Regions from separate parts of the Mus musculus genome. Here region 1 is linked to region 2. The links are chromatin contacts, called in public Hi-C maps. All regions are on one chromosome and are shown on one strand. The core of a region is the stretch at or near the end of the contact, and the rest is flanking DNA. Distances in the headings are between cores, read along the strand shown. Region 1 has its middle 3.2 kb from the start of Gm24471. Region 2 overlaps Mrps27 (mitochondrial ribosomal protein S27).

What was found. A called contact is a pair of places that touch in the nucleus more often than the background predicts.
Region 1: a Hi-C map of muscle stem cells shows a contact between it and region 2, with 2.0 times the contacts expected there. The contact joins two enhancer-like sites. A contact is called at or near these places in 9 of 39 promoter capture datasets (the 3T3-L1 cell line, 3T3-L1-derived adipocytes, the C10 cell line and 5 more), 2 of 15 datasets of contacts at CTCF or cohesin (large pre-B cells and pro-B cells), 4 of 484 Hi-C or Micro-C datasets (the HPC-7 cell line, muscle stem cells, myocytes and 1 more) and 2 of 115 datasets of contacts at active chromatin or transcription factors (T-cell acute lymphoblastic leukemia and astrocytes).

Annotation. Positions count from the first base shown.
Region 1 is chr13:99,693,192-99,698,255 of GRCm38.p6, forward strand. No RefSeq gene overlaps it. Among named protein-coding and RNA genes, the nearest start is that of Gm24471, 3.2 kb to the left of the region's middle. Within about 2 kb of position 3,275, at least 13 of the 459 cell types and tissues checked have an H3K27ac peak or open chromatin away from gene starts, as enhancers often do. A contact at or near this core is called in muscle stem cells, where this site is marked.
Region 2 is chr13:99,382,137-99,387,103 of GRCm38.p6, forward strand. All of the region lies in intron 4 of Mrps27 (mitochondrial ribosomal protein S27), which reads left to right. Among named protein-coding and RNA genes, the nearest start is that of 6430562O15Rik, 28 kb to the right of the region's middle. Within about 2 kb of position 2,610, at least 63 of the 459 cell types and tissues checked have an H3K27ac peak or open chromatin away from gene starts, as enhancers often do. A contact at or near this core is called in muscle stem cells, where this site is marked.

The sequences.
Region 1 (5,064 bases), core at 2,025-4,524, 310 kb after region 2:
AACCGCGCTACCGACTGGGCACACAAAGCAGAGAAGCTAAAAACTCACCGCTTCAGGTTCTATGTGGTCCCGACAGTTCTTTAACTCACTATGTAAATCAGCCTGGCCTCAGACCCCCAGAGACCTGGCTGCCCCTGCTTTCTGAAATGTTTGAGTCCATGCTGGACTCAACATGTTTTTTTCTTGGTTATAGTCACTCTGATTGAGGTGAGGAGGAATCTCAGAGGAAGTATAATTTGTCGTTCTCTAATGGCCAAAGATGTTGAATACTGTTTTTGAAATATTTATTAGCCATTTATATTTCTTCCTTTAAGTTCAGTGCACTTGCTCATGTATCACCTGGACGATTGGTGGTAGGTTTTTAATTTTAATTTTTTAATAATTCCTAGGTGTCACTCCTCTGAGAGATGTAGAGTTAGCAAGAATTTTCCATCTCTGCGGATTGTACTTTTCTCCGTGTTCGTCACTTCCTTGGCTGTACAGATTCTTTGTTTTTACTCTCATACAATTCCACTTGTCAGTTTTTAAGCTATTTCCTGAGCTCTTGTCTTCCATTTCAGAAAGTCTTCACTTCTGCCTATATTTTAAAGTATTTTTCTTATGTTCTCCTCTAGCAGTTTTAGATTTATATACTAAGATTAATTTTGAATTTATTTTGTGACTAACGAGAGATAAAAATCTAGTTTCATTCTTCTATGTGTGACTAACCAATATTTTACTAAATGGGGGGGGGGGGACTGAAAGCATTTCCTGAATGATATGAGGGTACTGTCTTAGGGTTTTATTGTTGTGAAGAGACACTATTACTAAGGCAACTCTTACAAAAGCAAAAATTTAATTGGATCTGGCTTACAGTTTCAAAGACTACCACAGGGTACATACGCCATTATCATCATGGTGAGAATCATGGCAGTGTGCAGGCAGGTGAGAGGTGCCAAGAGTTCTACATCTGGACCTGCAGGCAGCAGAAGGAGGGCCTCTCTTCTCTACTGGGCGGAGCTTGAGCATAGAACCTCAAAGCCCACCCCAACAGTGATGTACTTCCTCCAAGGCCACACCTACACCAACAAGGCCACACTTTCTAATAGCGCCACTTTCCTCGGGCCAAGCATACTCTAACTGCCACAGGTACTCAAACATTTCTGATCTGTCCATTCTTGTTCAATATAAGCAATGAGGCCTTAGCTAGAGTGCTGTGGCAAGAGACAGAAATGAAAGACATACAAACAGAGAAAATGTTTAGAAGACGTCATGGTCTTACACTTAGGAGACACTAAAGACTCCAGGAAACTGATAGGCCTGATGAACACTTTCAGGAAAGTAGCAGGATACAGAAGTAACTTACAAAATCAGTAACTTTTCTCCACACAAAAAGTAATTTGCTGAAAAAGAAATCAGGGGAAAATATTCATAGTATCTTCAAGAATAATAAGATACCCAGAAATAAACCTAAGGAAGTGAAAAGACCTCTAGATTGAATCTTTAAATGACTGAGGTGAAAGACTTCTAGACTGAATATAAATAACTGAGGAGGAAACAGAAGAATCAGGAAGAAATACCTCCCTCCCGTGCTTATGAACCGGAAGAATTAACATTGTGAAAATGACTATATGCCAAAAGCTACATAGAGTTGACACAATCTCCATCAAAATTTCAATAACATTCTTTAGAGAGCTAGAAAAAAATCCCTCATACCCATCTGAAATGCGCACACACACACACACACCAAAGTGACCCTAAGCAGAAAGGGCAACGTTGTAGGTTTACCTTGCCCCACCTCAAATTATACTTCAGAATTGTAGTAATGAAACCACGATGGTGCCAGCGCAGTACTGACGCCATTTTCACAATAGCTCTTGTTATTGTGCTCAGTGCTCACCAGTGCTTTGGATATACAGTTGATATTTATTACCTCATAACTAGGTTTTCCCTTGGTTTTTATTCAGTGTTCCTCTTGGCTATCTCCATTTTTTGCCTCTCAGTTTTGTCTTTTTACATATTTATTCTCATTCAGATGCTTTATGATCGTGCCAAGGGGAACATTCTGCCTTCTATGTCATGTCTCAATTGCCAATAAGTATTGATCAAGCAAATGGTTCAGCAAGCAAAGGCACATATATCCACATGGCAGCCACATGGTAGAGAGAACTGAGTCCTCACTGCCACACATGCTCTGTGGCATGCCTATGCCACACACATAGGTAAACCACACATAAAACAACCACCACTACCACAACAACAATAAATGTAATAACAAATTTTATTGACCAGGATAGCGTTGTTTTTCGAATAGCCTCCTGGAGAGGTCTGTCCATAAACAGCAGTCGTGGGTATGATGGCCTAAGCAACTATGTGTTCACCTTAGCCAGTTATTCTGAATCTTGCTGATACTGCAACCCTTTAGCACAGTTCCTCCTGTTGAGGTGACCTCCAACCATAAAATTATTTTTGTGGCTACTTCATAAGTATAACTTTGCTACTGCTAAGAATCATACTGTAAATATCTATGTTTTCTGATGGCCTTAGGTGACCCCTGTGAAAGGGTTCTTTGCCCCCAAAAGGGGTTGTGACCCCTAACTTGAGAACCATTGATCTCAGCAATTTATCGCTGACTCATGGTCTCCATATTCTATAGAGGATATTATGAAGACCATTGCTGAGAGCTCATTCACTGGGGTGCGGCTTGATGATTAAGTAAGAACTAACCTGAGAAAAGTGACTGAGATGCAGAACAGACCGGCTAATCCCACTGCAATGTTGTCTGAGGAGGTGGACTCAAAACAGGAGAAACCAGGAAGAGATTGCTTTATACAAAGCAAGGAGTCAGGACAGTAGCCTGCATCTTTCAGTCTGAAGTCAGGTAGAATCTCGTCACCATGGCAACTGGCTCTATAGAATACACACTTGGAAAAAAATAATCACAATAAAAATGGTATGAATCTGAGTGGCTGACAAAGAGGGACAGGAAACAAAAGAGGCTACCAAGGTGAGTCTACACGGTTGAGCTCCTGAACATGCAAGCTTCCTGATGTGGCTTGCAAGGCACATCCTGTTTCAGGACCTGACATCCCCAAACTCCATATCTCACTCAGCCCACCTACAGAACGGCACAGGCTTTGACTCCATGTTCCCACCAGCCCCTGCTGGCTTGGAGACATCACCATTCTTTTTTTCTGAGTTCCGTCTCATTATCTAATTTGCTCTCTCACCAGAGGTTTTGGAGAACATCCACATTGTGATTGGCTAATGTGGAGACACAAGCACAGTGAAAACAGGGTTGCTTGCCTTGGGCCATGTGTTGCCTCTTTGTTCTTAGGCTCTGAAGACAACCAATAGCAGGTTACAACTCAAGTGTCGATTCAGGCGTTCTGCCACACATAATTAATCTGATTTTAAGCTTTGCACTCCCTTCCAGGGGCTCTGTCCTTTCCCACACCCCCGTACAATCTTTGGGTGACACACTTTTCTAAGCTTGCTTATTCTGCAAAGTTTCATCTCAGGGAGCCCTGGATGTCTCTGTTGGAGAAAAACAGGAAATGAGCGGGGGGCTGCCACCCTGTCATCTCTAGACATTACATCACCTGCCCCTGGCCTTTCTGTCTGCATTGCTTTGATCCCGCCTGGCTTCTTAAAAGCTCTTGTTTTTGCTGTTAGCATTTTCCAGGAGCCTCTTTGGGTCCTGGGATGTCACCTCTCTGGCATGATTCCTTCAGGCTTGTGTCATCCCTTGTGTTTGTCTTTGACTAAATGTGTTCCCTGCTCCTCCCTTTTTTTCCTCTGAAGGAACAATGTCATACCACTCGTATTTTATCTCAGTCTCTCCCAGACCTCCTAATTAAGGCATCTTCCTTGGTAGAGCGTCAGGCAATGAGATCGGATCTATCTTTCTGGCTTCCGTCCTGAGCCTTCAGCTGCCCAGACCACACACTTGCTGTTCAGTTCCAGAGGGGTGAGAACCAAAGCGTTTGCCTTAAAAATGCAACCCTATTCTAGGGTCTGAAATTAAAGCAAAAATGAAACAGCGGGATTAATAAGGAAAATAAAGGGTCTTATGAACTCAGATTTCCTTGATCACCTGGGATATATATCATGAAAAATGGTAGGCCTCACTCTTGGCTTTTCAAATCTCTAAGATCAAAATCTTTTATATTAGCTTTGTGTGCATGCATGTGCACACTTGAGGGATGTATGTGCACGTGTATGGATGTGCTTGTATTGAGGAACAGCACATGAGAGTCCCACTATGTAGCCCTTGGGTGCAACTTCATGTTGTGGGAAATACTTAAAAAGAACTGGCACATTCCCGGCATATGTGCCGGCAACTCTCAGCCCCACTGTGGTCCCACTGGCTCTGTCTCTATCTGCCAACTCTCCAGCGGGGCCGGAGTTCCCAAGTTTCTCTCGTTGCCATGCAACGACCATCCACCCCACGGTCAGCCACCACAACACCTATCTATGCGGTAGAAACAAAACTCTTGAAGCTTAAAATTAACCAATCAGATTTATGTATCAATAAATTCTCAATTTACAAGATTCCAATACAATAATTTCAGAACCAATTGATAATGATAAAAGCTTTATCACAATGATTCTAACTTTATGATACCATAATCACCTGTGGCTGGTTAAAGCCACACTGGTTCATGTCCTCCTCCATCTTGGCCTTCCTCTTTTCCCCTCTGAGATGCTCTCTGTCCTGCAACTCTTAGCACTGTCTCCCTTTTCCCTGTCCAATCACAGGCCTCCTCTTGCCCTAATGTAACTGGACAGGGAAAATTCTGTGACAATTCCATACCTGGCTAAAAGCATTAATTTTTGGCAATGTCATCAGCTTTTTCTGAGATATCTTAAGATATTCTAGACAACCACTTCCATGGAAGTCAGAAGAAAGAAGCACCAGCAAGATTTCTGGCTAAAATGGATTCTAAAGTCAAAGACTAGCTGTTTGCTTGGGCCATTTTAACACTGTCAATTGAAGCCCTCCTAATTTAGTAATATTTGTTTTAACAGTTTGTGTGTATAGGTGTTTCACTATGTTTCATCTATGCTTATGTATTAAGTGCA
Region 2 (4,967 bases), core at 1,360-3,859:
TAGATGATTTAGTTAATTATAGCAGGAAATAGCCTGAAACTTGGCATTTTGTTGTCCTGGAAACAGCCCAGCATTTCATGCATATTTTGAGTGACCTAATTACTTAGAACATCCTGAATAACTACTTCACCCTTACTTCAAATGCTCTTACCTGGTACATTTTTTTATTATGTAATGATTTTTACTCTTTTTCAACCAGTACCCATTTGCAGTTTTTAGCACAAAAATAAAAATGGACAAAATATAATGTCTGGTAGCTGTAGCACAGTGGTGACCCTCTCCTCTGGTTACAAGTGGTAAGCTTTTCTCCGTGGTCCATGTTGTACAGCTGTCACCCAGACCCCAGCAGCTAAAAAGAGAATGTGATAATCTTGAAGGCCTGGGTCTGTAACTAAGGCAACAAGGAAACTGGAGGCTGGTGCCTGCGGACAGGGTGGTGGTGCCTGGGGGGGGGGGGGGGTGATGCCTGTGGACGGGGTGTGGTTTAGGAGGTGGGTAGTGGGCGGGTCTTGGAAGGCAATCTTGGATCTTCCAGCGTGGGTTACACGGGACCAAAGGCTTAGATTTAACAGTGAAATCATCCAGGATGTAGACATGCAACAAGGACAGAGTTTCTAGAATCTAGAATCTTTGTCTTTTTTAACATAATGTGAATGTCAAAGATAACCTTAGTAAGAACTAGGTTTGTCCTAGGAATTATAAATTCAAATGTAGCAAAATGACTTACAGCTAGGTCAAATAATAAGAAAAAAATGAGGAACTACTTAATTATAGTATTGGTTTTTCATTAATAATATTAAGAAATAGTTGTAAACTGTCGATCATAGGGATATAAGCATTGCAATGGGGGAGGCAATTCTAAAGAAAGGCCAGTAGCTAATAGTGTGTGAAGTAGTTCAGCCTTGCCTGTGACTGTGTGAGTAAGGAGTGTAATGGTAAAGACTCAGCAATGCATAGTTCTCTTCTCGTGGAGGTAACTGTTCCTCTGCCCCAAACACACCACCGGCTAAACACTGAAATTGTTAAGTTTTAAAAGGAATTTGCCCTATAAAGAAATAGATGCATAACTCAAGAAAATTAACTGTAGTTTTGTTTACATAATAAAAAAAACTGGGAACACCATAAATCATTAAATAACTGGTCAAGTGAGCAATGTAACACCAGCTCTGAGCCCACTTATTTTTTACTTCTATTTTTTTTCTGTAATGATTAGATTTACATAAAATTATTAGATTTATTTGCTCCTCGCAGGGCATGAGAGCAGAAGACCCCCTCCACACTGTCTGATGGTGCTGTGAGTTCGTTGGTGAGCTGAGCCTCCCATCAGACTCTCCCTCCCTGAAACACCGGGGCTTAAGAGTTGAGTTCCAAACCCGGCATGGTTGTGCACACTTTCACTCCCAGGCCCTGGGAGGTGGATCTCTGAGTCTGAGGCTGGCAGGATCTACAAAGTGAGTTCCAGACCAGCCAGGGCTACAGAGAAATCCTGTCCCAAATAATCAGACAGACAGACAGACAGACAGACAAGGGGGAAAAAAGGGAAAGAAAAGTGTTGAGTTCCAGTTTGAGACTTAGAAGAGAGGAAACCTTTAAACATCCCACCTCAACCAAAACGGTCATTTTTTATAAACAGTTTTCATTTCTGCCTTGCCAGTCCACCCTGAACAAGGAAGCAAAGTTATACAAACTTCGCTTATTCTTTATTCCCACCACAGCTTGAAATATGAAATGTTCTGAAACAGAATTTCCATAAAACCCATGTCCATGAATCCCTGTGGGACAGCAGAGCTATCGCACACCAGAGTTACATGATTGTCACGGGATTGTAGGCAGCGGGAGCAGCCACAGTGCGAGGAGACAGCTTTACCATCACTGTGGATTGAGGGTGGTCCATGTGATATGGGGAGAAGAGTAATCTGAGCATCTGTGGACCTCACAAGGCAGGGCTTTTGTATAGAGTCTTAGTCTCCTCGAGGTCATCTAATTTAACCTCATTTCACAGAGCTAAACTATAATGGAGAAGAAATAAAAGATTTTTTCAGAGATACAAATCTATCTTTAAATAAGGTTGATGTATACAGAGTTATGAATAGTTCACTAAAAAACATTAAAATAATACTGAAAGTTGAGGTATGTCTCTGAAGTCGAGCACTTGACTACTATGCTGGCCCTCCATCTGATTCTCAGCACTGAAAACAAAGTGGGCTGGCATCAAAGCCGAGGTTTGCGGTATCTCTGGCCCCTGAGTTGATTCTCCTTCCTAGTTCATGACTGTGCATCCATTGCACTTGTTCTTGTGTTACTTCAGAAGAAAATGAGCATCTTCCGCGGTAAGCACACTGTGCAGAACAACCAAAAGCAGCTCTCTCTCTCTCTTTATTCATGCTCATTTATTGGTGCTTGACAATTTCATGCGTGTATCTAATGTATGACAGATAAGACAGAGCAATAGTGTGCCCCAGCCTCAAGCCCTTCCTCCATCGAGGCACCTCCTGGTTTGAGGCCTGTTCTTCTTGCTGTATTTCCCACTGACTTTAATTTAATTGCTGATGTTTGCAGGTGAGTGTGGGGATTTCTACTGGATGTGGCCACACCCCTCCCCAGCAGCCATTGTGCATAAGCTCCTCGGCTAGGGGCGGGGCCTTGTGTGCTCCTCACACTGCATTCACTCTTACATTCCTTTTGTTTAGGACTTTCTTAAATCCCAGCCTTACAAAGTGGTAATGACCAAAGGAGACGTGCATCAGGCTGTGAGAGCCGTGTGCTTTGTTCATCTTATTGTGAAAATCTGATAACACAGCAGAGAGTCTCCAATAAAATGAGAGACTAGCAGGCCCATTGTCTCAGAGCTCACTTGGGCAAATGATAAAATCAGATCACACTGTAATTTCCTGGGTTTGATGCGTCATCCTGCTGCTTCTGGGTCTGGCTTGTGTATTTCTGCAGAAAGCACTCAGTGGGTAATGCAAAGAGTATTTCCCAGGCCGCCAGTGTTCAACCACAGGATGTTCTAAAGTTGAGTCAGCCTGCATTCTTCCCCTATCATCCCTTCCTTGGATTTTATTTATCCTTTTATTAAATACCTGTAAGGATTTAAATTGTGGACTGGCTCCACCTGCTCCTACTTCTATGGTGCTCTTACTCTATGTAATAGCAGTTTCTTTTGTGTGACTGTATATACACACCTGTCAGTTCCGTGATGCACACAGTGTGACAGCATGTACCAGTCAGCACATCCGTGGCCTCCCTAGGGTGGAGATTCAACATAATGGAAGGTTTAGAGCTGAGGTGCCTTGCTCATAAGCCTATTGATAGAACTATATTCTAGGACCAGGAGTAAACCAAGATAATTGCCTTAATTCTTTATCATTCAATCTACTTGATGTTATTTTCAACCTTGGAAATGACAAATCATATTCTAGCCAAATGTCCCTTTCTATAGAGTGAATTTAATTAGAGTATAACCTTAGGATAAACTGTTGATCTGGCTGGGGCATGGAGACTGGAGTGGGGTGAGGATGATAAAAGCTTCTATTAGCATTCTACTAACAGGTCTGTGGCGTGAGGCAGTGCCGAGGTGTGATGATTCTCCATTACAGCGGTTAACACTGTACTAAATAAAGTAGCTCTTGGTTCATCTGACTATCTCTTTGTGGTTATTTATTTGGTTGGTTTTTTGAGACAGGGTTCCCCTGTGTCGCTCTGGCTGTCCTGGAACTCACTTTGTAGACCAGGCTGGTCTCGCTCAGAAATCCGCCTGCCTCTGCCTCCCAAGTGCTGGGATTAAAGGTGTGCGCCACCACGCCCGGCTTGCTTTCTCTCTCTCTCTCTCTCTCTCTCTCTCTCTCTCTCTGTTGTTTAATGATGTGATCTCTTTATGTTACCCAGCCTGGCCTCAGACTCCTGGCTCAGGTGACTGCTGTGTCGGCCTCCTCAGCACGGGGAACATAGGCGTGCTCCACTGCCCTGGTTATGCTCTCAGCCATTGGTCCATTGCTGCTGTTCTCTCAGAGGCATTTGTGATTTATTGAATGAATGCCAAAAACATGTCACATTTCAGATGTAACTGAATAGGCAGGTAAGCTCTGAATAGGGCAACCAAATATTGCATTTCACTTCAATTCAGTGAAGGAAATGACATTTGTATTTCTTGGCAGCAGGCATTTCTCTAAAGAAAAGCACAGTGGTAGCCAGAAAGCAAGACTCCGGAGTGTCTATCAGCAGTCCTTATTCAAATTAGAATGACCTGAATTCACTAAAGAGGAATTTTAACTCAACCTTTGGAGGTGTTTTAATCCCTTGAATTGTTACAAGTTTAAAGTACCTAATGACATGGCTTGTGTGTACTGCCACCTTCCATGTGCCTTCGGAAGGAAGGGACAATTTGAACTGATTTCCTAGAGGAAGCAGGTGCCGTTGTGCGCCATAGCTTCATGGGAATAAGGACTGTGAGTCTTGCTCCCGGTTCTGGTTGCTTCTAAATTCACTGTATTCTCGCGTCCTCTGCCCAGTGTCTGCACAAGTCTTTCCAGGCTCAGGAAGGGATTTCTTCCTCTCAACCTTGAGGATATTAGGTAAGGACAGTTTTACTTCCCTTCCCCTGGCTGCCCTTCTGCTTTCTCTCTTTCCCTTCTTAGTCCTTTCTTCCTTCTCTCCTGCCTATAAATGTTGCGCACACGTGTGCACAGGCACGTTTTATACCTGCACTGTAAAGCCCCGGCGTCCCTGGTCTCTGGCTTGTGCAGCCGTCTTTGAGAAGTTGCACACAGGTGTCCTGCGCTCTGTTGTAAGTGGGTGTCCCTGCTGTGCTGTTTTCTTAGACCTTCCATAGAGAGAAAACACTTCATATAAAGATGTGCATAGATGTGGACGTATGCGTATAAGTCCTATGAATTTTCTGAGATTTCACCATTTTAAATTAAGAAATTGTGCTAGGCATTTTGACTTAAACTTTCTAAAATCTCAGA